4 separate regions of the Mus musculus genome follow, and all the other regions are linked to region 3. The links are chromatin contacts, called in public Hi-C and HiChIP or PLAC-seq maps. All regions are on one chromosome and are shown on one strand. The core of a region is the stretch at or near the end of the contact, and the rest is flanking DNA. Distances in the headings are between cores, read along the strand shown. Region 1 overlaps Cdh13 (cadherin 13). Region 2 overlaps Cdh13 (cadherin 13). Region 3 overlaps Cdh13 (cadherin 13). Region 4 overlaps Cdh13 (cadherin 13).

Region 1 (6,173 bases), core at 64-2,563, 390 kb before region 3:
CAGCACTGTAGTCTCTACTGCCCTCTGTGGCCCGGTGGAGGGAGTGTGTGGAATCTATTCCATTTCCTGGTCAACTCTCTTTGTTTTTGGTTTTGAGACAGGGTTTTGCTCTGTCGCCCAGGCTGGCCTCAAACTTCTAATGATCCTCCTGCCTCCCCCACTCCCTGCCAGGTGCTGAGATTGTAGGTCTATTCTACCATGCCCTGCTCTTGGCTGATCTCTTGATTTTAGGATGGGAACTCTTGAGTAACTGTGATGGTTTGTATATGCTTGGCCCAGGGAGTGGCACCATTAGGAGGTATGCCCTTGTTGGAATAGGTAAGGCCTTGTTGGAGTAGGTGTGGCCTTGTTGGAGTAGGTGTGGCCTTGTTGGAGTAGGTGTGGCCTTGTTGGAATAGGTGTGGCCTTGTTGGAATAGGTGTGGCCTTGTTGGAGTAGGTGTGGCCTTATTGGAATAGGTGTGGCCTTGTTGGAGTAGGTGTGTCACTGTGGGTATGGGCTTTAAGACCCTCAGCCTAGCTGCTGAGAAGTCAGTCTTCCACTAGCAGCCTTTAGGTGAAGATGGAAAACTATCAGCTCTGCCTGCACCATGTCTGCCTGGATGCTGCCATGCTCCCGCCTTGATGATAATGGACTGAACCTCTGAACCTCTAAGCCAGCTCCAGTGAAATGTCGTCCTTATAAGAGTTGCCTTGGTCATGGTGTCTGTTCACAGCAGTAAAACCCTCTTAGACAATAACCCATACATTTAGTAGTTCATGGAGCAACAGGATAGGTTTTCTGTTCCAGGCTGCATACTCTGGGAGCTATGCTCTCAGTGTGGGAGACTGATAAGCCATCTTCCGGTGGAAATGCACCTTTCCCCGGGTTGATCCTTCTTATGAATTTTCTTTCCATCCTTTGATCTTTAGGTCCACTTAGGATTCTTGGGCTGATACAAATTCTGAACTTGTGCTTTAGATGTTTGATAACGGGCTGTATTAGGACAGACTCTGCCTTTGCGGCTGAGAGGTCTCCTGGAGCTTCCCTGCTGAGACACGTATTTAGTCACCATTATATGAGGCTGGAGGGGATCCAGCAGCAGGCTGGGGAAAGGGGGAAAGCTGGGGTGTATGGCACCCTCTCCTTCCACGGGTAACAGAAGCATGCCAGGTTTCTGACATGGCTGTGTCTGCATGTGCTGGGGGCCATCTACCCCAAGAGGCTGAATGCGGATCTTTTTCTTTTCACCAGGACTGGGTGGCCACTGGGGACAGGACGTCATCAACCTTTCCTTACCCAGAACAAGGGTGTGGTGGATCTGATTCTTGACCACGTAGTTAGCATGAGTCATTGACCATTGTTTTAAATTTCGGTTTGAAAGCTGCACGAAGTACAGATGAGATAAACACCGACTTGTCTCTGGAATAACATGCTGTAGCTTTCCCCATGAGGTGAAAACAATGGAGGTGCCAGCTGTTGTTGGCTGAGATGTGCCACCCACTGCTCAATACCACAGTGGCTTGAGAGAGCCCAGGCCTTACATTCTCATCCATACAAAGCCCAGTGGGACAACGGTGGCTAAAGGACAATGGGAGCAAGGACAGATATGGCCACAGGACAAGCATTGCCATTGTGTGCCATGACACAAAGCTCTAGAGAGAACAGGCTCTGTTGTCACTGGGTCTTGATGCAGTTCAAGGGCAGATATTATTGATATGACACCTAACCCAAGATTTTGGGAAATTCTTGTCACACCACTTAGGCAGTGATCTGAATAGACCCGGCTGGGTCTATTGGTGTGTCTGAATGACCTTAAGAAATGAGACCTGCTCACCACCTCACATCAACACCGATGTTCATCTAGATTTTAAAGGTAGCTCCCCTACCACCCAAGAGGTACTGACTACCTCCGTGTTAAGGTAAAATGTTATTTAGACTTAGGCATGCAGGGTGATTTAATTCAATGTTAAAGACATGAAATCTACTGGTAAATTTGTAAGGGCACAGAGTTACAAGTCTACAGTCTCTATGTTTATGTATGTATATGTATATTTGTGTGTGTGTGTGTGTGTATATATATATGTGTGTGTGTGTGTATGTGTATATGTACATCTATGTATTTGTGTATATGTGCATATGTGTATATGTACATGTATAAATATATTTGTATGTATGTATATATATCTTTGTGTTTATTGTTTATGTTTGTGAGCATGTATTAAATGTGTTTATGTATTAGCATATATGTGCATGCATATTTATGTATAATGTGTGTATGCCATGTCTAGGTCTATATTCATATGAACACATGCACACACATACACACACACTTTTTAACTCCATCCTGGGATTTCTTTATACTGTGTATAAATAATACATAATAAATACTGTGTATGATAAACTGTATTCTTCTCAGTGTTCTCCCTGATGACTGGCCTTGGGTCTGTTCTATCCCTATGATTGACCAGACTAAGACAATAGTTAGCTGTTGCCCAGTAAGGAGACACCTTCTCTTCCCAGTAGCTGTGAGCTGAGACAACTGTTGTTGGTGATTACACTGCAGGCCAAGTCTCCTACAGGTCTGTGTTTTAAGTGGAGCCATGAAAGTGGCTCTTACTGACTGTACCATGTTCCACGTATGGGAACCATCCTCCTGTTGTGGGTTGCATTCCTCACCAACCCCCGCTTTCAGCTCTGATAAAGCAAAGTGCATGAAGCAGTTAAGCTTGCTTGCAGGAGTGGTGCAGCCCATACGCTAATATTAGGGCTCAGGTCTGTCTGGTTTCAGATCTCTTTCCACACTACGTAAAATATTCATGTGCCCATGAAAGCTTTCCTTTTCTCCCAGGGACTCTTGCTAAAATGTGTTGCTTGGCTTTCCATGTGAGGTTTTCTGAAATGGGTTGAAGATCCTAGCTATCGCTCCTTACCTGCCACTCCAAAGGGAATGGAGTCCAGGGGCTGCAGGGGGTCATTGATGTGAGCTGTTAGCCCAGGTCAACTTTTCCTCCCAGGGGCTGTGGAATGTCTGTGTCCCTCAGGGCCATTTGTAGAAGTTGCTGCCCTGCTGTCGGATGGGCATGAGTTTTACAAATGTCCGTGCGTGCCGGGGAGTTGCCATCACTGAGTGCTCAGGCTGGCCTCTGGCTGCAGGCCATCAGCGGGTTTGGGAAGCTGGCTGGTCTCTACTGGGAAACGTGCTTCAGCTAGACAGGGGTCTATAACTTGATTAGGAAGATTCCAAGTTCCCAGAGAGGACTCTGGCAAGATGCCAGCAGGGTCAGCACCGTCCAACCCAACCAGGCCATGGAAAAGGGGGATACATGAAGAAGCTGTTTACAAAGTAGACATGGAAGCACATTTCTGCAATTGACCTTCCCGCCTCTTCGCAGGTCCCTGCTGGTGTCCCATGTTAAGAATCAGGAGGAGTTCTCGGGAGAAAGGGACTGGGGAGGGTATAATGAAAAGTTGCAGGGTTGACCAGAGTCTAAGAGCTACATACACAACTGAGCTAACAGTGCTTAACACTTTAAGCTGTGGTTATATTTCCATCTCTTTAGTTGTGGGGTTTCTCTGGAAGAGCGGTATTGACCACTAAGCAAGGCCCTGAGCCAAATTGCCTAGCGGTTGTGTTGCTGGCTAGCATGGCTCTTAAGAGGCAGTTTGGAATCTGACGTTTGCAAAAGTGATAAGACAAGACAAAACAAACGAACAAAGACCCTGGTTTCCTGGGCTCTGCACCAGCTCTTTCTATCTGATTGCATGGAAAGACTTCCTTTCCATAGACCCAAGGGTGACCATGCTTGACTTCAGTATCTTGCTCCTTACAGACAGCACCTACAGGTATCTTTCTTGTACTGTGTTGCTATAGCTGTAGACTACGAGGGGGATGTGTTTAGCCCTCATGAATTTAGCCCTCCATCCTAATAGTGTTTATTTGACTGTGGCATGTTCTGAAGCTCTGTGTGTTTGAAAGCATGTAACGGGGGTGGGGTGGGGTGGGGTCAGAAAATGCTTCCCCTTCATTCTTCTCTTATTTCTGCCATCCCTTGTCCTCCTCACTACTGTTGGATGTAGCACACTACCTAGTATTTATGAGACATTTGTACGTGCTAGGTACTGGGCTAAGTATGTGTGCTGAGTAGCACTACACATTCGTGGTCTGCTAAGTGAGAATTACTTTGTAAGGTAGCCATAACCATCACATATGAGCACCATTTTAATTTTCATCTTTCAGGTGAGAAAATTGAGGTCTAGACAGGTAGAGTGGTCTGCTCAAAGATGTGCAGTTATTTGGGTCTTTATGGGATTCCAGGCCTTGGTGTCTACCACCACATTCCTCACTGAACCACTAAATTTTGTCTTTTTTTTTTTCCTCACTGTTCAAGCCCATCGAGTCTACTCAGAACAACAAATGACAAGGATATATATGACAAAGTCAATACCAACCTCCTTCCCTGTGTATACTCATCGTATTGAAAAGTGTGGAGTATCCACCGTCGTGTTTATAAAGGGATGAATCTAGATAGTCACCAAAGGGAAGTTCAATACTTGGTATTTTGCTGTTGTTCGGTTCAGTTGCTTATACATAATTCATTTGTAAACGGATGCTAATGAAAGTTGGTCTTGAAATATTTTCTGAAGCCCAAATTAGGAACTTGGCACCAAGTCCCCACTTGAACTACAAATCATTTACTCTTGCCAAATTAGAGTGGAGCGGTAATTTACCATAAGATGGGCTTTTAACCCTAATATCAAGATGCTCCCAGCAGTTTGCTCTGCAAGCTCATTAGCTTCTGGAGGTGGCTTGTGGAGGGGACACCATCGGGGCAAACACTTCACTGTCCCCAACATTACTAACCCCTTTTTATAATAAGGGAGAAATAAATGGAGCCTCTCTCCGTTGATTCACTTGGACCCATTTGCCTCCATCGGAAACTTCTGAGTGTCCTCCTAGTCAGCGTGTGGTTTTTGTGTTTTTATAATTAACAGAGACATCTTTCAAATAGAAAAAGAATGTTTTGTGCCTTTTAAGGAGGGGAGGAAAAACATTGAGGCTATTGAATTTGCTTTTTCAAATTGAAATCCACACAAACTACAGATTTTTCATTCCAACATATGTCTCCGTATCTCTTGATGTTATAGATTTTGGCTTTATGGCAACTACACACCAGGCTTCTAGCTGTCAGAATTGGACAATTTATTGGCTCCTAAGTAGAAATAATGAAGCTGCTATGTTAGCTTGATACACTGGTGTGAGCAGACTGCATCTATTTTCAAAGTAGATGCTGACCCAGGCCCTGCCCAGTGCTCTTAAATGAAATTCCAGATGCACTTATGGCTGCCATGTTGATTAAAAGATAGGCACTCTTTAGCACCCGGTCAATGATTGTGGTTTTTACCATCATATCAAGAATAATTTTCTAAAGATTGATTTTCATTTATGTCCTTCCTTTGGGGCAAACCAAATTTGAAATTACGCCAAAAGGTCTTCCTTAGTGAATGAGAAAGTTATACCTCAATCATGGAATGAGACCTCTTTGAAAGCCATCTCCTGTTCTTCTAGCAAGACAAGTTCATGGCCTGGGAGGTAGCTCAGTAGGTCAGACGCCTGCTGTGTAATCATGAAGGTCTAAGTAAGCTCTGTCCTCAGAACACATGAAAACAGGACAGATGTGGTGGCACGTAGCATCCTAGCCCTGGGGAGGAAGATATAAGTGGATCCCTGAAGCTCTCTGGCCAGCCAACATGGCCTACTTGGTGAGTTCCAGGCCAACGAAAGAGACCTTACCTCCAAATTCAGGATGAATGATGTTCAGTCGTCCCATATGCACATGTACACATATGTATACACAGAAGAACATGTGTATGCATGTATGTGCACACATGTTCACATGCATGCACACAAAATTCAAACAGTCTTCCTGGCTATCTTGGGGTAAATGGTAACTAGTCAATTCCCAAAGGGCTTTTTCTCAATGAAGACAATCCAAAGTGGTTCTTCCTCTTAAATCAAACTTTTAATTTCAGTATCATTGAGTCAAGACCAAGAATGGACTTTAGGGGACCTTCAGCCCTCCCAATATTTGTAGTACTTAAGATATGTAGTACTTCAGATATATAATTCCCCTGAAGCATCATCAACAAACAAAAGGAGTCGTGACATACTGGCTAAAAGCCATTCATCTGAA
Region 2 (6,924 bases), core at 4,102-6,601, 450 kb before region 3:
CACCTCCAAAAGCGCCCAACAGTCAAGGAGACTTGTTAGCTAGGTCTTGAAAAGAGCGAGAGCAGAGGTCAGCAAACTTTCTGGAATTTAGCATCACCTTTGTAGCTCATAAGGTCCAGTTATGGCTCTGGTGCTAGCATGAAAGCAGCTAACAGCTAGGCAGAGGTCAGTGGGTGTGGCCATGTACCAGAGGGCTTGACCTGTGGATATGGGAAATTGAATTTCATATATCTTTTTTATGAACCGTGTGGTATTATTTTCCTTCTGGGTTTGCTATGCCTGCCACCTTCATATAAGCTGCGAAAGACCAGTCAATGGTTGAGGTCTTGCTGGAGGGCCCTAGTGCTACCCCTTGGGGAAGATGTTAACTTCTCCATGTCAACCCTCGGGGTATAGCCTGCCAAGCTCTTTCATAGTTTAGCATGTGACTTGGGTTATGCTCCTGATTCCTCCGTCCCCTCATCTCCTCGTGTGCAAAGTAGACAAAACAGTACTAGCACCTTCATGGGGTAGTAGAGAAGCTGGAGGGGCTACAGAGGTGAAATGCTGAAGATAAAGTATATGTGCCCTTGAGAATCATTAGCTGTTGCATCTTCAGTTGAAGGACCACACTAGGAAGGAGGAAACATGTTTGTTTTACAGAAATGGAGGCACAGAAATGTTAAGCCATTTGTCGGAAGGCAGAGTTAGACTAACACCAGTTGACACAAACCACAATGACCCATCTTGGGCCTTTAAAAAAAAATCTCTGTGTATAGGATGTATTATATGTATATGGGGTGTGTGTGTGTGTGTGTGTGTGTGTGTGTGTGTGTGCATGGTGTGTTGTGTATGTGCATGGTGTGTTGTGTATGTATCTGAATATGGATGTGTATGTACGACAGCATGTGTGTGGTTGTCTGAGGTCAAAGTCAAGTGTCCATTTTTGCCCTCTACCCTGTTTGAGACAGAGTATGATTTGATGCTACGTACAGCAGGCTAGCTGGCCCATAGCCTCTTGGTGATGTTCTTACATCCATCTCCCATATCGCCTCAACAGTGCTGGGATTACAGACATATGCTCCTGCATCTTCTTTCTATGTATATTCTGGGCATCTGAACTCAGGGCCTCCCTCTGTGTGACAAGTCCTTTGCCCATTGAAGCATCTCCTTTTAACGATGTCCAAGTATCTCCCATCCATTGGCCTCAGTAGCTGCCATGTTGGAGATAAAGGTAATGGAGAGGGGTGCCAGGGTCAGCAGGTGGTCCCGAGGAGAGGGCAGCAGCAGCTGAGCCACAGAGGTGGTGAGTGTGCATCCTTCCCTATTCATCTTTCTGGTCACACTCTGTAATATGCATGGGATGTACCTGTGGAGTTTGCAAATCACTGGAGGTGACACTCCTGAGATAGGCACTTATCCCCCTCCCCGGCACATTTTTCTTCTTCTTCCCTAATGCACCAAATTAGAAGATTGTCTGATTTTCATTCTCCCTAAAAAAAGTAACATTTCAACTTAAATCACAAATGTCTGCCATGCACTTAGCAGCCATGACAGCTTCTAGCAGGCGTTCATTCCTCTTTATTCCTCCTCTCCCCAAGAGGGTAATCAGATCTGTGATTGAGGGAAGCATTAGCTACACTTAGAGCTAAGGGACTAACTTCAGCTTCTGAGGTCTTACATGGTGGGTGTCCATCACACTTAGAACATGGCATCTCTTCCCTTTCCCCCCTTGCTCCTGTCACTTAGAGAAGTACAGGAATAGATTGTCAAGGGATTCACCCGTTAGAATAAAGAGAAAACCATGTAGCTGGTTCATTCTGTCTGCTCCTCTTCTGGCTGAGCCAAGGCCTTCCTCTTGTTTTAAGGCAGGATCTCTCTCATTGCCTTAAACACACCAAATAGGCCAGGCTGGCTGGCTGGCTGGCCAGGCATCCCCGGACATCCTCCTGTCTCTGCCCCTCATAGCTGGGATTCTAAGCAGGCAATCCCAGGTCCTGTTTTTCTTTTTAAAAAAAATTCTTTAAAATGGGTTCTGCCGACTGAAACTGAGGTCCTAGAGCTCACAATGTTTTACCAACTGAGCCACCACCCAGGCACTGGGACACAGAAGTCATTATGCATGTTTGTGGACTGCCCCACCGCTCTGCAGATTCTAATTCCCTTGAATGAGTTGAAAAAAAAAATAGCCTTTCCCAGCCGTGTTGCTCAGGATGCAAATCTTTGGGTGAATTGTTTAATTGCTTACTCTATCCTTATTTCCCTCGCAGGGGACACGGTAATATTGAGACCCTATATTACAGGGTTGTTAAGAACATTAGTGTTGGCGACACATCTCAAATGGCGCCCAACACACCACACACACACACACACACACACACACACACACCCGACACTGAGCTGCTTCTGTGCAGCTTAGATCCTTAGCTATCTGGATCTGGGAGGAGTCATACTGTTGCCCATCCAGAAGACTTCCTGGTACTCTACCTCTCAGAAGATGAGATCTCATCCCTCCACCTCCTGCAGGGTGTGTCTGATTCCTGGATCAGTCGCTTTTCTGTGGCTGTGACAGAATGCTCAGACAAAAGGCAGCTTAGAGGGGAAGGGGCCTCTCGGGGAGGCATGGTGGTGGGGGAGTGTGAGAAAGTAGGGCCAGGTTAGAAAACCTCAAAGCCTGTCCCCAGAAGACATACTTCCTCCAGCGATGCTCCATCTTCTGAAGCTCCCCAAACAGCTCCTCTAACAGGGGCCACATGTCCAAGCACAGGGGTCTATGGGGAATATTTCTCATCACTAATCACAGCTCCATTGGCCAGCTTTACCTTATCTGACATTCATTTATCTCTGCGCTCCAAACATGGACAATGTATCCCATTGATTTAAGGGAGACACTGTCATCTTGGACAATGTATCCCATGGGTTTAAGGGAGAGACATGTCATCTTGTTACATTTGCAAATTGAAGATCATAAACAGCAGGACTTTCGCCGTATGGAAAGGAAATTATGTAACTTCCAATGCATTAAATTATAAACAAGAGAAAGACACATTTCCCAAGCATCACCACGGAAACTTTTCACTGCTGTCTTTGTGCTTGTTGTTACGTAAATCTGTCCGTGATGAAGTCAAATGGGGGACCTACCCCTTCTTGTCTTCTCAACACCTCACTTGGGGGCCCCAGTGGCTTGAACTTAGTAGTGAAGTATTTATACCACAGGCATTGGCAGACACTGTAAGTCAGGGCGTGATTTTGTCTTTTGTTGATGACTGGGACTGGCAGCCAGCCAGTATTCTTTTATATAAAGCTCTACAAAGCTTGATTGTAAATATCTTAGGCTTGGCGGGTGTTGGACTCTTCTGCAGTTTAGAGGGTGAGAGCAACAGAGAGGCTCTGACTCAATAAAACTTTATTTACTGAAACAGCCGAGTCATGGTTTGCTTGTATCTTGTCTAGATGTGTAAAACTGAAAAACTGATGGGGAGAAAGGTTAATGACATGTGCTGGGGATCTAGACCAGTACCAGGTGCTAACCTAGAATTTGCATGGCCCTAGGTTCAGTCCCCATCACTTTGAAAATGCCGGCGGTATCTCAAATCGAGAATGTGCACCGTGTAGTATATGTTCTATCGTACATGTTCCCTTCCTCGCAAAACAACCAAAGGCATACTCCCAGTGTTCAGATTGTTATAATTCAGAGAGATGCCTCTGCAGCATTGACAATCAGAGTGGCATCCTTGCTGCATTTAAGCATCAGTCTTGGGGATGGAGAGCTGGCTTCGTGGTTTAGAGCATCCTCTGTTCTTACAGACAACCTGAGTTCAGTTCCCAGGCCCCACATCAGATAGCTCCCAAGCACCTATAATCCCAGCCACAGGGGATCTGGCACTCTCCTCTGTCCGCAATGGACACCAAACGCACATACACGCACATGCACACATACACACACACATACACACACACACACACACACACACACACACACATACACACACAAATACATACACACATACATACACAAATATACACACATACACACACATACACACACATACATACACATACACACACATACATACACATACACACACATACACACACATATATACATACATACACACACATACACACACACACACACACAACTCTTTAATAAAAAGAGTGGCTCACTGATCTGGGAGCTGTGTTTCTTCACCAGCTATGATCTTAGATCGGCAACAAGTGTAAGAAGTTGGCAAAAAAAATAACAATGTCATCCTGTAAAAGTCAACTGGCTATGTCCAGAGTTTTCAGCGGGGACTATTAGATATTTCACTGTTATGGTATTTGTCTTAGAGATTGGAAATGTGGATTATACATTTTGTATGTGTCTAGCAGTGAGCCTGGTACTTTTTGTCAAGTGTCAGTTTTTTAAAGTATTTTACTAGATTCACACACACACACACATATATATGTGTGTGTGTGTGTGTGTGTGTGTGTGTGTGTGTGTGTGTATGTGTGTAATATTCTGAAATGAATACTTACACCACTGCCCTCAGGTTTTCAGCCTTTCCTTGGAATGAGCACTGTTCATTCTTGCTCCTCCCACAACCTTTTCAACTTACAGCTTCAATGTTATTTCCTTACAGAGCGCCTCCCTTGACTTCCCAAGACCATGCCAGTCCCCTCTACAACACATTTTTTTGCAATATTTGCCTTAATTATAGTTAAAGGATGAATTATGTGCTGGCTTTTTATCAGAAGAATGCAAGTATCAGGAGGGACAGTCCACGTTCCCTATCACCGTGTCCCCTGAACCTCATACAGTTTCTTCAAAGTAGTCCTCACTCGATTGATTTGCAGCTGGGTTAAACTGTGATGCTGATTTTTTTTTTTTAGAAGACGTCTATATTTTAAAGTTCTAGCCTCAGTTTGATCCAGCAAAAGTTAAATTCATCAGGCCAAGCAATCAGCGTCTTCTACCGTACCACTGTGTACTTGAAATCCAGTTTTGAGGCTCCTGTAGCTGCCGAAATCAATGCCCACTTTTTTTTTCCAGGTATGGTAATTATTTTTCATATTGGTATTGACTGCCTCTTTAAAGATCAGCCAGGATGAATCTATTTCTCAAGCTGCTGTAAATGATGTCAGACAGGAAGAAGAGTGGAGGAGAAAGAGGTCTGTTGGCGAGAGATTTATCCCTCTCACCCCAGCTGGAGAAACTATGGCCAGCTTGCTAGCTACCCATGCCAGGTGAATGCCCGGGCTAGGAATGTTCTAATCTACATGCTGGCCAACATTCTCGTCTCTCAATGTTGGTTGCCATGCTGACAAGCAGTCTGCAGTTTTAGATCTGCTGGGGACTTGTTTACTCACTCAGATAGAGTATCAGAGGCAGGGAGCTGACTCAAGTCAGCAATGTGTTTGCCAGGCCTGCCAGAGGACCTGAGTTTGGGGGTGTGAGCAGGGTAGCTCTAAATGGAAAACAAAGTGTTAGTAGAGGAGAAAGTTATATACTAACATCTGAAGGGCGGACACTCCTGATTTAGGCAAGTGTGGCCAAATTATCCATGAACTATGGATATGGATGATGTATGGATCATAGATTGTATCACAAACAGGGCTCGCCATTAGCTCATCTCAGTCCATTTTGTTTGTTACACAGCACGTGTGGCTGCCTTGTGTTAAAATGAAAAAATGCTGGGAGCTAGAGAGACACAGACACACATACACACACACACACACACACACACAGAGAGAGAGAGAGAGAGAGAGAGAGAGAGAGAGAGAGGGAGAGAGAGAGAGAGAGAGAGAGAGAGAGAGAGAGAGAGAGAGAGAGAGAGAGAGAGAGAGAGAGAGAGAGAGAACACTGCAGTTAAAAGCACTGGCTGCTCTTACAGAAGTCCTGGGTTTGATTCTTAGCCTACGCATGATGGTTTACCTCCATCCAGTTCCAGGGGATCTGGTGCCTTCTTCTGACCTCTGTGGGCTCCAAGAAGACATGTTGTGCATATACCTTTATGCTGGCAAAACATACACATAAATAAATTAGATTTTTATTTAAAAAAAAAAGCCAGTCAATCTGTTGTGACAGATATTTGGTGCCCCCTCTGCCCTGCCAAAGCCTGAAGTATTTTTTGAGAGCTTTCTGGGCGGAAGGAAGAACCAATGAGATAGAGTCACGATGAAAAGTGTCCTGTGTTGAAGAAGTGCAGCACATGGCCAGAGCAGAGTAAGCCAGCGACTTGGGGGTGGTGGTGGTGGTGGTGAAAGTTGGAGGCTGGGCAGGAGGGCAGCCTGGAGGCCTTAGAAGAGAGAAAAGAGATGTGGTGTTCCAGAGGAGGCCAGAGTTCTAATCTCAAACTGGCTCACAGGAACCTAGAGATTGCTGTGGACTGTGGCAGCCACTCTGAGTGGGGACATAGGGTTCAGAGGCGATCAGGAGCTTTGAATAGTGGGGACAGAGCAGGATGGACAGAGGGAGAAGTTCATCTAGGACATAGCCAATTAATTGGCTACCTTCACTGCTTCTTGGGTCCTGAGACAAGTTCTGATATGATCTGAGGTGGGCAGGCCTTCCCACTCCAGTGTAACCAGCCATTGCATGGGTGTCTTTCAGTGTTAATACTTATGGTGGAAAAGGAACACTGCCCAGGTGGCCCCCAAAGGGATAGTCATGAAGATCTGCCCATGTCTGTGCTCTCAGCAGCCGGATTCCTGGACCCTTCACTCAAGTGTGGTCTTGAGGGTATATTCAATTGCCCATTGCATAGTGTATCCATTACATAGAGGGTAAAGGCAGCTGAAGCAAGCCTCATCAGGGGGTACCCCCACAAGCTCAGAGGAGGCTGTTTCAGACCAGTAAGTGGTATAAAGTAGTCTATTCCCCAGTCTATATGCATGTGTGCATGCATGCACACACATACATGTGTATACATGTTCATGTGAGTATATAATTATGTGATGCAT
Region 3 (6,866 bases), core at 937-3,436:
CAAAGAAAAGAGAGAAATGTCCCCAAGTGTTAATGTTCTATCTCTGGAATTGAGTTATTTTTCCAAGGCAATAAAATTTGAAGATTGCAATTAGTTAACCATTATGAAGACAGATCTTCAAATATTTCTCTCACTGTGGTGACATTTAAAATGCTTCCTGCTCCACCAAACAGCCCATTGGATTTTTCTCTGTATCTTTTCATAATGGCTAATTGCTAAGCAATTGATTGAATCCCCCTTTGTTCCTGTGTAATTTACTAAGTTGGCCAGAACAAGCGGCTTGACCATTTCTCGGCTTGCTCGTTTTGGTCACCTAGAGGGCAGGCTTTGGGCTAGAGATATGCTTATTTGGTTAAATTCTTGTAGACCGTCGATCTGACTATTTAATGTAGTGACTTAGGACAAAAGTTCAAAGGACACGCATATCTAAGTGTCCGCTGGGGAGTCTCTTAGCCTGCCTAAGCCTTGGGTTTGGACTTGGAAGATAGAAACAAGATTCTACCTCATACCGCTTAAGGAAGGGTCATAAGATGTGACTGCTTGTCAGGGCTCAGCCCCCTGTGTAAGCAACATAATCTATCACGTGAGTTGGCTTTTTAATAACATTTTTTATTCTTTGCATTTCATGCATTTATATAATGCACATTGACCATATATGTCACCTCCTGACAATACCCAGTAAGTGTCCCCATCCCAGTTCCCTACCAAAGTCATGCTAGGTACTCTTTTTATTTATTTCTTTCTATTGTTAAGAACCCCCTGAGTCAGGATCTGGAGAGGCGGCTCAGCAGTTGAGAGACACTTATTGTTCTTGCAGCAATGTAGGTACTCTCAGTACCCACACTGGGTGGCTCACGACTGCCTGTGACTCCAGCTCTAGGGGATCTGACACCCTCTTCTAACCTCTGTAGGTATTACACACACATGCACAACTGCATCCACAAATACACATAAATTTTAAAGATTAAATGTGTGGCTCATACTGGGCCATGAGGAACCTACCAGTGGTCATATCCAGAAAAGAAGGCGATTCCCTCCCTCAGGTGCTATAAGCTGCCAATAGATCCACAGCCAAGAGTGGAACTCCAACCCCTCCCCCCACCCATGCCTGCTGCAGTGTTAACTGTTTCTTGTGCTGATCATGTGTAGGTAACCAGAGCTGCTGCTGTGCACATCAACTTCAAGAAGTTTGTTATTTTCTCTGTCAGCTGCTGATGATGCAAATTTATAAGAGCTTGGACCAAATCCTTAACCTCTGTGCCTCAATTTCCCCAGTGGGCAAAATCAACGTAAGAATGCCACTGCTCATGTCTTAGGTTTATCTGATGGTGGGAGTTGAGGGGAACATGATGAGGGGTGGGGTGAAAGGGGACAGTGTGAGGACAGTGAGGGGACAGTGTGAGGACAGTGTGAGGACAGTGTGAGGACAGTGAGGAGACATGAGGATGGACCCAAAGGAAAGTTCATGGGTCGCCAGGCATGACCTGTATCCTGCTGCTGGGCACTCTTTCTAGAAACTTCTCTGCCTTCTGCCCTCCCAGAGAGTCTCCTCAGAGTCTGATCTTGGGGATTAGCATTCACAAATGCAGAGTGGCTGCCTCACATGCACAGTGGTATTCTTCAACACTGACAGTCCATCCAGCCATGTCTGCTACGTGTTAGGAGCCATGGTGAAATCGTCTCTATAGAGGATTGGGGCCGGGCAAATAAAGGGACAAGGGATGTCAGCCCTGAGCTGAGGAGTTGCCACCTTTGGAAGGGTTCTCTGAATGATGCCAGTGTGTGTTTTCTCACTTCTAGATGTTATCACAGGATGATAGGTAACGGATGCTGCTTCCCCCAGTCCCCGCCCATCTCCCACATAAAAGAGACATCACACTTGGAGAAAAGTAATTTCCCCAGAGCTGAGTCCAAAGAAGAAACATAAATCCGGGTGGCGCAAAGGAACAGGATCAAGGTCTCCTTAGCCACAGCCACCTTCGTGAGCGTAGAACTAGCGACTCCACGCTGCTATCTCTAAGGGGGAGGGTTGAGCTGCAAGTGTGTGTGTGTGTGTGTGTGTGTGTGTGTGTGTGTGTGTGTGTGTGTGTGGTCACGAAGCCTCCTGCAGTCTTAGATTCAGGGAGTTGGGCGTGGGGGCTGACTGTTCCCTTACTTTAGGTAGCCTGAGCTGTGTATATCAAGGAGGCATGCCCAGGCACGTGCCCAGGGATCTGAGGGGAACAATTGTTACACATGACTCACAGGCAAGCGTATCTCAGAGGTGGGGATGTGGTTTTATTTGCAGTTTCCATGGTATAATTGTCTTCATCCCCAAACCACAGAAACCACTTCAGTGAAACTGAAGAAAGACGCTGGTGTGCTAGTATATGCATGAAATCCAAGTGCTTGGGGGATGCTGAGACAGGAGAATGAGAACTAGAGATCATCTGAGCCCCTGTCATGGGGTGGGGAAGAAATAGGGAGGGGGTGAGGAGGGAGAGGATCAGGAGGAAGAGAGAGAGAGAGACAGCAGGCACTCTGTGGCTGTCTGGCTCCCCCCCCCCCCCCCCCCCGGCGGAGTGAGGGTGTGTGCATCTGCAGATAATACTGCGAACAGTATTGCCAGCATCCAGGGAGGTGCAGAACCTGTGCTGAATGGCAGGTGACAGGGTGTCCTCAATGGCAGCTCTCCCCTTGCACTGCTCACCCTAGTCCCCCTAGCAAGTCTCCTGTGGGTACCAGGCCCTCCTCACATCAGAGAGAGCTGAGGCTTAGAGAGATTTAGTGACGGTTTCTCCGAAAGTGGATAATCGAGGTATGAATAAGAACTTGAACCTGAAGCTTGAGCCCGATGCTCTGAACCCCACCTCCAATGGATGATGCACAGAGGGCTTGATTCCCCTCCTCTGAACTGGGAGGGAAGCCCACTCTTTCCATGTAGAGCCTGTGTTCTCTGTAGGATGGGAAAGCACAGGCACTGTGTTTCAAGGCAAAGCAGACAGGCCCTGCCCCTCACTCCGAGCAGTCCACGTGTGCAAGAGTGCTGCTCACACGCAGAGCATATCCGTGCTCTCTTTTACATCACAGCATCGATTTAGTGTTAGATCTGCCCCTCTAGCTTAGATCAGGGTCGGCCCCCACACCAGAACCGGGGAGGGCCAAAGGGAAGCATTCAGCCTGAGGTCCAGCAGGTCTCAGATCTGATGGACAGCTTTGCCTGAAAACCCTGCTCTACTAGTTAAGGTTCCGCCTCCATCTTTGGAAAGTGAGGCTGACACACAGGCTGCTTGGATTACAGAAGTCAGTGTCAAAATATAAAGCAAGGCCCCTGGGAAGCTGTCTGCCCCACAGTGCTGATGCTGTCCCTTCTGTTTGCTTCGTCTCCCATGGAGTCCAAAGGGACTGTCAAACAAGAACCCTGCCACAGAGCCACAAGCTCAGTCCACACTAAGATGGCTGAGATGAGGCCAGCAGGGCTCACCACTCCTCTCCCGTCCTCACACAGCGATCTGGGGAGCCTGAGCTTTCTGTTCTCACGCTCACTATTAAGGGCCCAGCCCAGCACAGTTTTTAGAGGCAGAGGCTTTGTTTTCTTTTCTCTCCCCGGAATGTGACTTCCATTACAGGAAGAGGCAGAAACTTGATTAGGAAGGATGGAAACACAAATGGAACCGTGTCAGGTCTCCCAGCAGCCTGAGCTATCCCGCGCTGACGATGGATATTTCTCACTCCATTCAGGGCTCCCTCAGATGACAGCCATTCCCGTCATCGTCAAAACAAAAGGCAGCTCGATGGGGCTGGTCAATCCGTGCCCTTTGCTTTTCTTGGATAAAAAGAAAATGACTTAACTAAATCTTCTTTTCTTTTGGATGAAAAGGAACTTTAAGGAAAAGCAGTTTAGTAGCAAATAACTGGCTTGAAGATAGAAGTGGGCTCCACTTAGCCACCTTCTCAAGTTGGATACAGGGGGAGGGGGGGGGAGTACCTGAGAGCAGGTTTGTGGCAGTAACAGCATCAGGCCAGCCACCACCAACACAGCCATTGTCGTTTGCAGAAAGCATGGAAGCTGCAAAACTCTTGTCTCTGTAGCCTCCCTTGCCATCACTGACAGTCTCCCTCCCTCCCTGATATACCACATCGTGCCTCACTGGAATTTCAAGCTAATGGTGGTAGTCTTTTTCACATACAGATAGCAAAATCTGTGTAAGGCTGACTGAAGAAGAATAACCATAAGAAGATGAACCCTTCTCAGTGTTTGAGTCTTCCCTCCAACTTTGAGGATTTGCCCTAAAGAACAACTCCAAATGCAGAGTACCTTTGCCCTCTCAGGGACATGTTCGCAGTAGCTTTGTTCACAGTGTACAACTAAGATAGTCACGCGCCGGACATCGTGGGAATGGTTGTTCAAAGGTGGGGTTCCTGTTTCAAATTTGAGAAGCTGTTTACAAAGAGACGTTCAGTAAGGATAAGTAACGTGCCTGTGATGTCATACACAAAAAAGGGGACATTTATACTCACTGTCATTCCTGCTAAAATCTCAGCGAGGATCTCTGTAGGCAAGCTTATTCTAAACTGTGTATGAAAAAGTACAGACCTGGGATAGCTAAGCAACCCAGAAGCAGATCACATCAGGGTTCTCACTGTAATGGCGTCATGGTAACAAGGTCAAGACAGTGTTGTGCAACAGAGGGACAAACACAGATCCATGAGGCTAGACAGAGAGCCCAGGAAAATACCCACAGGACACAACCAGGTAGCTCTTTGGTTTCAATTGGTATCTGGTTTGCCACAGAGTGTCACATTTAGCCCAGGCTAGCCTCAAGCTCCCAGCGTAGCTCAAACTGGTTTTGAACCCCTGATCCTTCTACCTCCTCTTTCTGGGATGACAGCTATCTAGCACCATGCCCAGTTTTGCTTTGAGTGTGGCAACTTGGGAGAATCTTCGGGACACCACCAGATCCCCTTCACCTGAAGTCCTCTAAATGGCGAGATGATGGAAACGGAGGAGAAATTAGTGATTGCCAATAGGAGGCTATGAAAAGAGAGGTGGTCTGGGTGAGGGGAGAGTGTGGATATGAAAAGTGAATCTAGGCAATCCTGGAGGCAGGCTGAGGAGGTGGCCCAGTGACTAAGAGTGTGTGCTGTGTAAGCATAAGGAACTGAGCTTACACCCTCAGAGTACACGGTAAGCCTGGACAGTTGACTGCATCTGTCATCCCAGTGCCCCTGTCACAAGATGGCACATGGAGACAGGGGAGTTCTGGGAAGCTTGTGAGTCAGCAAGCCTGACATACACAGTGCTGAACAATCGGAGACCCTGGGAAACTGGAACCAACATTCAAGATGCTCCTCTCACCTCCCAACATGTTACACATGGCCCATCTGCCCCCACCCCAGTTGGCACACACACACACACACACACACACACACACACACACACACACACACACACACATATACACACTAAAAATCTCCTGATGGGCAAACAGTGGTGGGGCATACCACTCAGGAGGCAGAGGCAGGCATCTCTGTCGGTACAAGGTCACCCTGGTCTACAAAGTGAACTTTAAGACAACCAGGGCTACACTGAGAAACTTTGTCTTAAAAGAAAAATAGTTTTCCTGATGGTGATAGCAGATAGAACTATTTATAGCTTGATTGTGTTGATGGATACACAAATATGTACCTGTCATAAAGCAATAAATAGACAGATGTCAGAAGCTCACACGTATGAGCGGCACTCCAGAGAACGCTGGACAACAAAACACCAGCCATCCAGCAATGCTAGTGTTTAAAAGACAGCATCCTGCTGCCCACTGGGTGACAAGATAGTACTCTTAGGGAAATTTGAGTAAATGAGATTTCTTACAATTACATGTGATCCTACAGTTATTTTACACTTGACGATGAAATGGTTAAAACTGTATTACGCAGCTGTGCGGATTTCAAAGTCTGGAAGTGAGGGAAGTAGCCATAACTTTGCCAGGTGTGGTGGTCCACACCTCTAAGCCTAGCATGCAGAACTCGGGAGGCAGAGGCAGGTAGGTCTCTATGATCTCAAGGCCAGCCTAGTCTACAGAGCCAGGTCTTGGCCTGCTGTGGTAATTCTCCAACCCAAATATGCTCCGGCAATGAAAACACAACACAATTAATATGACTACATGTTGTGCATCTAGATTGAGCAGATCTACCGCTACACTACCATCTTCCACATCTATGAGACCACAGGTAGATCTCGATGATCTCTAGGCCAGCCTAGTCTACAGAGCCAGGTCCAGGCCAGCCAGGGCTCCATAATAAGATGCTGTCTAGAGGAAACCAGAAGAGTCTAGCTATGAATCAGAGCCTGGGCACCTGCTTCTGCTTTGACTGTAACTTCATTTTGTAAAGAGAACAAAAAGAAAACTTGACTTTGTTTGTGATGGTCCGCTGCTATCTTAGTTAGGGTCTTATAACAGTGAACAGACACCATGGCCATAGCAACTCTTATGAAGGACAACATTTAATTGGGGACAACGTGCAGTTTCAGAGGTTGGGTCCGATATCATCATGGCGGGAAGCATGGCAGCATGCAGGCAGACATGATGCTGGAAGAGCCGAGATTTCTACATCTTGATCCATAGACAGCAAGAGGACATTGCGTTCTACACTGGGTGGAGCTTGAGCATAGGAGACCTCAGAGTCTACCCCCATGGTGACACACATCCTCCATCAAAGCCACACCTCCTAATTGTACCACTCCCCATGGGCCAAGCATTCAAACACATGAATCTATGGGAGCTATACCTATTCCTACTACCACAGTTGCCAAGTGTAATAATCTAGTATCCTGTTTGTCTAGTTTGAAAGTTTCCTCTATTGTTCCTCTCATGGACTGCAAATGT
Region 4 (6,773 bases), core at 1,550-4,049, 480 kb before region 3:
TCTTTGTATTCTACTCTACAATGTGGAGTCAATGGACCCAGCCAGTGTCTATTTGCTGTTTGCATCTAAAAGCAAAACTGAGAGCTATGGCCTGCTTTTGAGTCAAGACTGAGTAAACAACTCCATGTCTCTTGAAGACCTCTGTCTGTGCTGGGGGAACGGAAACACATAGATTTGGGTGAGCATCTACCAGGTGAGGCTTCTTGCCCATGGGTGTGAGGCCAACCATCAGGTGGGTAGCTTGATCTTGGTTGAGCTTCCTCACTTTTCCGATAGTCAGATGACAGTTTTTGCCCTATGTGGTCTTGACAGTGATAACTGGGGAGCTGGGCTTTGCCCCACCTCTATCAGATTATAGTCGAATCTCTTGGCCATGTACACATTCTCAGAGCAAGTGAAGAGGTGCAAAAGGGACAAACCCAGGCCTGCAGGTGCTTTTGAGGCTACTTGCAAGGTCCTTTAGCTCAGCATCTGTCAGCAGGGATGCTAAGTAAGCACAGACAGACATGAAGAATTAGGTAGTGCTTGCAATTCCTTACAGGAGAGCAAAGGGCTTTGCGGGGGACTTAAGATGGATCTGCAAACCTTTTCCTGAAAAGGGACAGATAGTAAATGTACCAGGCTTTGCAGACCCCATGCCTACCCTAGCCTACCTTCTTCTTCCTTGTCTCTATTTTTTCTCCCCTTCTTACTATACATTGCGCTGTCTTTAACAATCCCTTATAAACATCCTTTGTTTGCAGGCTATACAAAACTGGGATGGCTCTGAGTCATAGGTTGTCAGTTGATGGCTTGAAAGGAAAATGTTTGCACTCCAAATAATGTCCCGTTGACAATAGGACACCTGCCACTTGCCATTTGGTTTGCTCCACTCCATAGCCTGGTTGCTGAAGGGCAGAGGGAACTGACAACCATTGTTCCACCTTCAAAGAGGTGAAGTGTTTGGATGAACCTGGGTCCAGCCTGGGAGGGTATAGATGCTCACCCATGCCGTTCCTGCCAGCTCTCTGTCTCCCTTGCCCCTGGGGTTGAGCTTCCCTGAGGACTAGTGGAATGAAGAAGAAGCATTCAAACACAGTTGGTGAGGCGACACATTATGCTAATTCTGGCTCAACCTGGGTTGATTGGAGGCTAATTTCAAGAGCATCCAAAGCAAGGCAGACAGCAAAATAGTGCTTCCTCAAGCCCCATCCCAGGTTCCCCTGCCTCAGCATGGCTGCCCTTTCTGTGGGCCTTACAGCAACCCTCACAGTAACCTTTTCTATAAAGACCTTTTTAGACGCCGTGTTTAACGTAAGTCTAACTGGGATCACACTTATCTCTAAACATGACACACCCTTGGACTTAAGTCCACAAGCACAGCCTTCGTCACCGTTCTTCTCCTGGAGTCAGACAATGCACTTGAGCAACTGAGACAAGATATTGAGATGGTCACCTGTCTGTGTCAAATGTCACTCAGCTGTCAGGAGGAGACCATCTAATCTGAGGTGGTTCATATAGCCTCACAAGAGTGATGCTAGCAGGAGCCTCAGGAGTCCTGTGAAAAGAGATTTATTTAAAATGACTCCACCCGTTAGCTGACCCCACATGCCTATGCTTCCAGGGAGTTTTGTTGATCTACTCTCAAGCTAAGACTGGCTTGTGGAACAGTTGGCTTACTGTAGAAATTTGTCTCAGGGCAGTCTTTCCTAGGCTGACGTGCAGAGTAGCTTATGCACATTAGTTATGGCTTGTTATGGGTAGTAACAAACGGGCGTGGCATTATGAGTTCAAAGGGAAATACAACTGAATAAACTGGGAGCAGTGAGGTTAAAAAAGAGGAGATAAATTGTGTACTGAAGAAATAGTGCACAGGTGTGTGTGTATGTGTGTATGTGTATGTGTATGTGTGTGTGTGTGTATGTGTGTGGGTGTGTGTATGTGCATGTGTGTGTGTGTGTGTGTGTGTATGTGTATGTGTGTGTGTGTGTATGTACATGTGCGTGTGTGTGTGTGTGTGTATGTGTGTGCATGCGTGTGTTCACACACGTGTGCTTCTGTGGAGGCCGGTCAGCTTCTGATATTGTTCTATCCACTTGGTTCTTTGGAGCCAGGATCTTTCATTGGCCTGGAATTTACCAAATAGGTGTGGCAGGCTGGGCAGTGAGCCCCAGGGATCTACCTGTTTCTGCCTCCTCGGTACCAAGACGGTAAGATTGACATTACAGCTGAATTTTCATCGGGTGGGTTCTGGGGATCAAACTCAGGTCTTTGTGCTTAGCCAGCAAGCACCTCACCACCCAACCCATCTCCCCAGCCCTCACTGGAGTGTGCCACACTTTCTCAATCATTGGGACCCGGAACTTCTTCCGTGCACAGAGCGAGCCATAAGATAGAACTCTGAAAAACAAGCTGAGAGTCAGGGCCACATGAGGACTGCCCTTCATATGTGATGTCAGAGAATCCTGGCTGCCCTTTCCCTGGGGACTAATGGTCTGGAATGTGGGCCATATCTAATCCTCTCAAAGGCTCAGAGACCGCAAGTCCTGCCCTAGGAGTGGTTCTTCACCTTGTTTTGAGTCTTCTCTTTGTCCTGCAAGATCTCCTGCAGGGCAGCTGCTGACAGCATTTAATTGCCTTCAGTTATGACGTCCCAATGTCCAAGCCCCGCTGCCTCCCAACCCCACAAATAGTGACCATCCATATCGATTCAATTTGTAACGCTATTCTAGTGTTCAAGACGTCCATATAAGGCTGTGTACAAGCAAATGCTGCCCCTCCCTAGTCCCGGGCATCTCCATCCTGTAGCTTCGTGGGCAGCCTCAGCCCTGTGTGGCCCAGCAGAGACTCATTGTCTCTGAGTCATTGCCTCTTCCTGTTTGTTTTCCCCTCTCCTCCCAGCTAATGGCATTACCAGCCCCATTCAACCTCCAAAGTTAGAAAATCTGAGTACTTTTTTATTTCTTCCTTTTCCTTGATAACCTGTGAGCTGATAAATCCTCCTGACCCTATGTCTGAAGTACATGGCAACCACATCTCTCTTTCACTCGTGTGAACATTGCCCTAGTTCAAAGGTCTTTCTGTTGTTCTTGTTGTGGAGGTGGTGGTGATGGTGGTGGTGGTGGTGGTGTGTGTGGAGGTGGGGGCAGATAGAAGACAATCACAGGATGCTATCTACTATTTGTTGCTTGTTTTTGTTTTTGTTTTGAGACGGTCTCTCTCACTGACTTCACTGCCTGAGTCTCAGTTCAGGTAGACTGGTTGACCAGCAAGCCCTGGCAATGTGCCCATATCTACCTCCCTAGCACTAATGTTATAAGCACCATTCCACTATACCCAGCTGTCTTAAGGGGGTTCTGTGTATTACTCACAGAATCTTAGACTTGCACAACAAGCCCTTAACTGAGTCCCCTCAGGGCCTGGCTCCTCTTTGTTGTAGATGAACTATATAGTCTCTTTGCTCTGATTTCTTTCCTCATCTTATAACTCCTGCTATGGCTTAAAAACTCTCATTTAGGGGAGAGCATGCTGGATGTGTCCTCTTTGATTGCATCCTTGGCTAAGACCTTTAGTATTTGTGATATATTTCTTTTCCCATATATATTTACTGAGTATATTTATTTTTCTTTGTTATTTTATTAAGACTTATTTATTTGTTAGGTATACAATTTTCTGCCTACATGTATGCCTGTGCATCAGGAGAGGACACCAGATCTCATTGCAGATGGTCATGAGTCACCATATGGTTGCTGGGGATTGATCTCAAGACCCCTGGAAAAACTACCAGTGTTCTTACCCTCCTCTTTAGCTTAGTATATGTCTAAGACCATCTCTTAGACCAAGTATATGCCTAAGAGTTCCTTCTTCATGGATCTTGCCAGTGTTTCACATGCATCATGGTTTAATCATGTAGTAGCATTTTAGTCTCATGCTTGTTTCTGTGACAAAATACAGCTCAGGGTGAGAAAGGGCATCCTTACTCAACTTATAATTCCAGGTCATATTGTGGAGAAGCCACAGTGTCAAGAACTCAGGAAAGTTAGAGACACTTTATCATCAAAGAGAAATAAATGTATGCTAGCCTGCCTGCTTGCTTGCTTGCTTGCTTTTTCCTTTCTTATAGAGTTTATGACCCTGCGACTAGGGAATAGTACTGCCCACACTGGGCTAGGTGTTCTCACGTCAATTAACTTAATACAATCCCTCACAGTCATGCCCACAGGCCAACTCAATGTGAATAATCTGTCATGGAAACTCTCTTCCCATATGGTTATGAATGGTGTCTGACCCATGATTAAAATTTAACCATCACAAAAACAAGTACAGAAAGAGAGGTGGATAACTCAGAATTGCCCTTGAGTTGCCCTGGTAAGGGAGTGTCGTTGTGAGTCCACTCTTGGTGAACCTGGAGTCTTACTGGCTCTGTTCTGAATGAGTGTGCGGTAACGATGTGGTGTCTGCCTTCTGTACTCCCCAGTAGGGAGGGAGTTCTTGCTTCCCAGCATGCTTAAGGTATCAAAATTCGAAGGAACTGGGTTAGCTATTTGCTCACTTTTATGTCTGACTAATTTCTATGAATGAGAGGATGTTCAGATTGCACAACCGTATTCAAATGCCCTTTTCTCAAGTCAGACAAATTGGGTTGTCAGCCCTACCTGGCAGGGGGAGTACAGTTTCCAAGCACATTAGAGCTTTGTAGAGAACAAGGAAACGGCTGATAAAAGAGCAAACGATGCCCATTTGGCCCGTTAAGAGTCCTGTCTCCAGTCTTACTTTCCTTCCCCTTGGGCCTTCTGTCTCTGAAGCTCAGAACCTGGTTCTCTGTCCTCTTCTGATAACTCACCCACCTCCACACACAATCCCCATGTCGCTGGTCTCCCTCCTCCGTGGCCCATGCCCATGTCTGGCCTATAGCATCCCAGAGACTGTAGTACTTACCCCACTAGCCCAGCTCCATGTATCCCCTTCAAAGAGTCTGCTTTAATCAGCTCCTCATCCCAGCCCATTTCTGCTCAGGTTCTTACCAGGAAATGTTCATGTTTCATTCATGTTGCTGTGATAGACGCAATGTTACGAGAGGACATGTTTACTTGTCCACAAGTCCAGGTTACAGTCTATCATTGTGGAGACGTCAAGGCAGGAGTTGGAAGCAGCTAGTTGCTTACACAGCCAAGAGCAGAGAGAATAAATGTATACATGCCTGCTTGCTTTCCTCTTCAGCTGTTTGTTTGTTTGTATTACACAGCCCAGAACCTACGCAGAGGGAATGCTGTTGCCACAGTGGGTGGGTCTTTCCACATCCTTTAATTATTTAATTTAATGAAGGTCATCACCCACAGATGTGACAACAGTGCTACCTGGTCTAGACAATAACTCATTGAGAGTCTTCCTAGGTAATTCTAGATTATGTCAAGATGACAATTAGAACTACCTGCCATAGAAGGTAGCCTTTTATGACCAAGCATGTACAGAGGCCCCCTGCAGATGTAGCCTGACTCAGGATGTAGACCACTAGTCTAGCATTCAATGGTTTCAGAAATCCCAGAAGCTTTCACACACACACACACGTTTCCATTTGACTTCCTTTTTTTTTTCTTTATCTGTTTCTAGTTTTTCTTCCAAGGCACTCCACTTTCTCTTCTCCTCTCATGCCCGCCCACCCCCTCTCCTTGCCAATGTTCCAAATAAAAAACTCATCACCCAGCCTTAGTCAAAAGAGCCTTGAGAACGGTAGACCATGTAACTCAAGTGCTTCTAAACTCTGAAACTAAAACCGCAAGTAACAGACAAATAAGAGAGTGGGGCTGGGGAGCTGGGAGTTTGCAGCCCTGAATGCAAGCAATCCTCAGGCTGTTGTGGGCTCTCTGAGCCTCCCACACCTCTCCCCCGCCCCCAGCATGGTGGGAATGCCTTGATTGAGCATCAGTCTTTCCGAGTCTGACTTTGAATTATACATGTTACAGAATGAAACATTAAGGCTGCGTCCTCAGAGGCCATTCTGCCTCCTCTGTTTGTCAGCTTTCCCAAAGCTTTGGTCAGTTTATCCAAGCCTATTTCAACACCTTGCAGGAAATGTGAGGAGGATGTCATTCATTCATTCATTCATTCATTCATTCATTCAATGTCTGTAAGTCCTGGGGCCTTTGTAGGCATTTAAGGCCCATGATTTCCTCTCAAAGACTTCAAGAGCTAAAGGAGACATGCAAGCAAACCAGGGGCTTACATATCCCAGGGTTAGTCCTACCATGTAGAAATGGGAAAGATCTTCTAGGAGGAAGTAACACCAAGCCAGACACACTACTGTCTTTTTCTATCCTGGTTAAACCAAGAAGATTTTGCCCAGGAGGAAGCAGGTCTCAGGTATCAAAAGAAGCAGGTCCCCATGAGCCTGTTTGCACTAAACTGACTGCTGCAATCTCAGTTTTCCCAGTCTGTGAAGTGGACAAAATCGTACCCACCTTATGGAGTATTATGTGACATAAAGGAGGAGGGCGTATGAGCTGTGCTTGGTGTAAGTGGTTACTACACAACATTGACTCAATAATTGTTTGTCAATGTTCTTCCTCCCTGTGTGTGAGCACGTGCACATGTGTATGTGTACATGTGTGTGCATATGTGCGTGAGCACTTGTGTGTGTGCATAGCTTCAGAAACTGAAGGTGTCTTTTTTTCAATGTTATACACCTTGTTTTTTTTTTTTTTTTTTTTTTTTTTGAGACAAGGTGTTGTGTTGTCCTGGAACTCACAATTTGGCTGACAGGCTGAACACCAGGGATCTGCCTGTCTCCACCTCCC

Evidence for each region. Hi-C and Micro-C count contacts between places; a contact is called where the count stands out from the background. HiChIP or PLAC-seq counts read pairs in DNA pulled down with a chosen protein or histone mark.
Region 1: a contact with region 3 is called in a Hi-C map of extraembryonic endoderm stem cells, with 1.8 times the contacts expected there. The contact joins two enhancer-like sites. A contact is called at or near these places in 4 of 39 promoter capture datasets (the 3T3-L1 cell line, 3T3-L1-derived adipocytes, hippocampal neurons and 1 more), 8 of 484 Hi-C or Micro-C datasets (the C2C12 cell line, the HL-1 cell line, cerebral cortex and 4 more), 4 of 115 datasets of contacts at active chromatin or transcription factors (astrocytes, embryonic basal ganglia and stem cell-derived neural progenitor cells) and 1 of 9 other capture datasets (embryonic stem cells).
Region 2: an H3K27ac HiChIP or PLAC-seq map of extraembryonic endoderm stem cells shows a contact between it and region 3, with 3 times the contacts expected there. The contact joins two enhancer-like sites. A contact is called at or near these places in 5 of 115 datasets of contacts at active chromatin or transcription factors (astrocytes, cardiomyocytes, embryonic basal ganglia and 2 more).
Region 4: a contact with region 3 is called in an H3K27ac HiChIP or PLAC-seq map of extraembryonic endoderm stem cells, with 4 times the contacts expected there. The contact joins two enhancer-like sites. A contact is called at or near these places in 3 of 115 datasets of contacts at active chromatin or transcription factors (embryonic basal ganglia, extraembryonic endoderm stem cells and trophoblast stem cells).

Annotation. Positions count from the first base shown.
Region 1 is chr8:118,443,543-118,449,715 of GRCm38.p6, forward strand. The region is part of intron 1 of Cdh13 (cadherin 13); the gene reads left to right. Among named protein-coding and RNA genes, the nearest start is that of Gm24035, 20 kb to the left of the region's middle. Within about 2 kb of position 1,314, at least 21 of the 459 cell types and tissues checked have an H3K27ac peak or open chromatin away from gene starts, as enhancers often do. A contact at or near this core is called in the HL-1 cell line and extraembryonic endoderm stem cells, where this site is marked.
Region 2 is chr8:118,371,705-118,378,628 of GRCm38.p6, forward strand. The region is part of intron 1 of Cdh13 (cadherin 13); the gene reads left to right. Among named protein-coding and RNA genes, the nearest start is that of Gm51555, 41 kb to the left of the region's middle. Within about 2 kb of position 5,352, at least 29 of the 459 cell types and tissues checked have an H3K27ac peak or open chromatin away from gene starts, as enhancers often do. A contact at or near this core is called in extraembryonic endoderm stem cells, where this site is marked.
Region 3 is chr8:118,828,250-118,835,115 of GRCm38.p6, forward strand. The region is part of intron 4 of Cdh13 (cadherin 13); the gene reads left to right. Among named protein-coding and RNA genes, the nearest start is that of Gm31893, 230 kb to the right of the region's middle. Within about 2 kb of position 2,187, at least 34 of the 459 cell types and tissues checked have an H3K27ac peak or open chromatin away from gene starts, as enhancers often do. A contact at or near this core is called in the HL-1 cell line and extraembryonic endoderm stem cells, where this site is marked.
Region 4 is chr8:118,347,557-118,354,329 of GRCm38.p6, forward strand. The region is part of intron 1 of Cdh13 (cadherin 13); the gene reads left to right. Among named protein-coding and RNA genes, the nearest start is that of Gm51555, 17 kb to the left of the region's middle. Within about 2 kb of position 2,800, at least 31 of the 459 cell types and tissues checked have an H3K27ac peak or open chromatin away from gene starts, as enhancers often do. A contact at or near this core is called in extraembryonic endoderm stem cells, where this site is marked.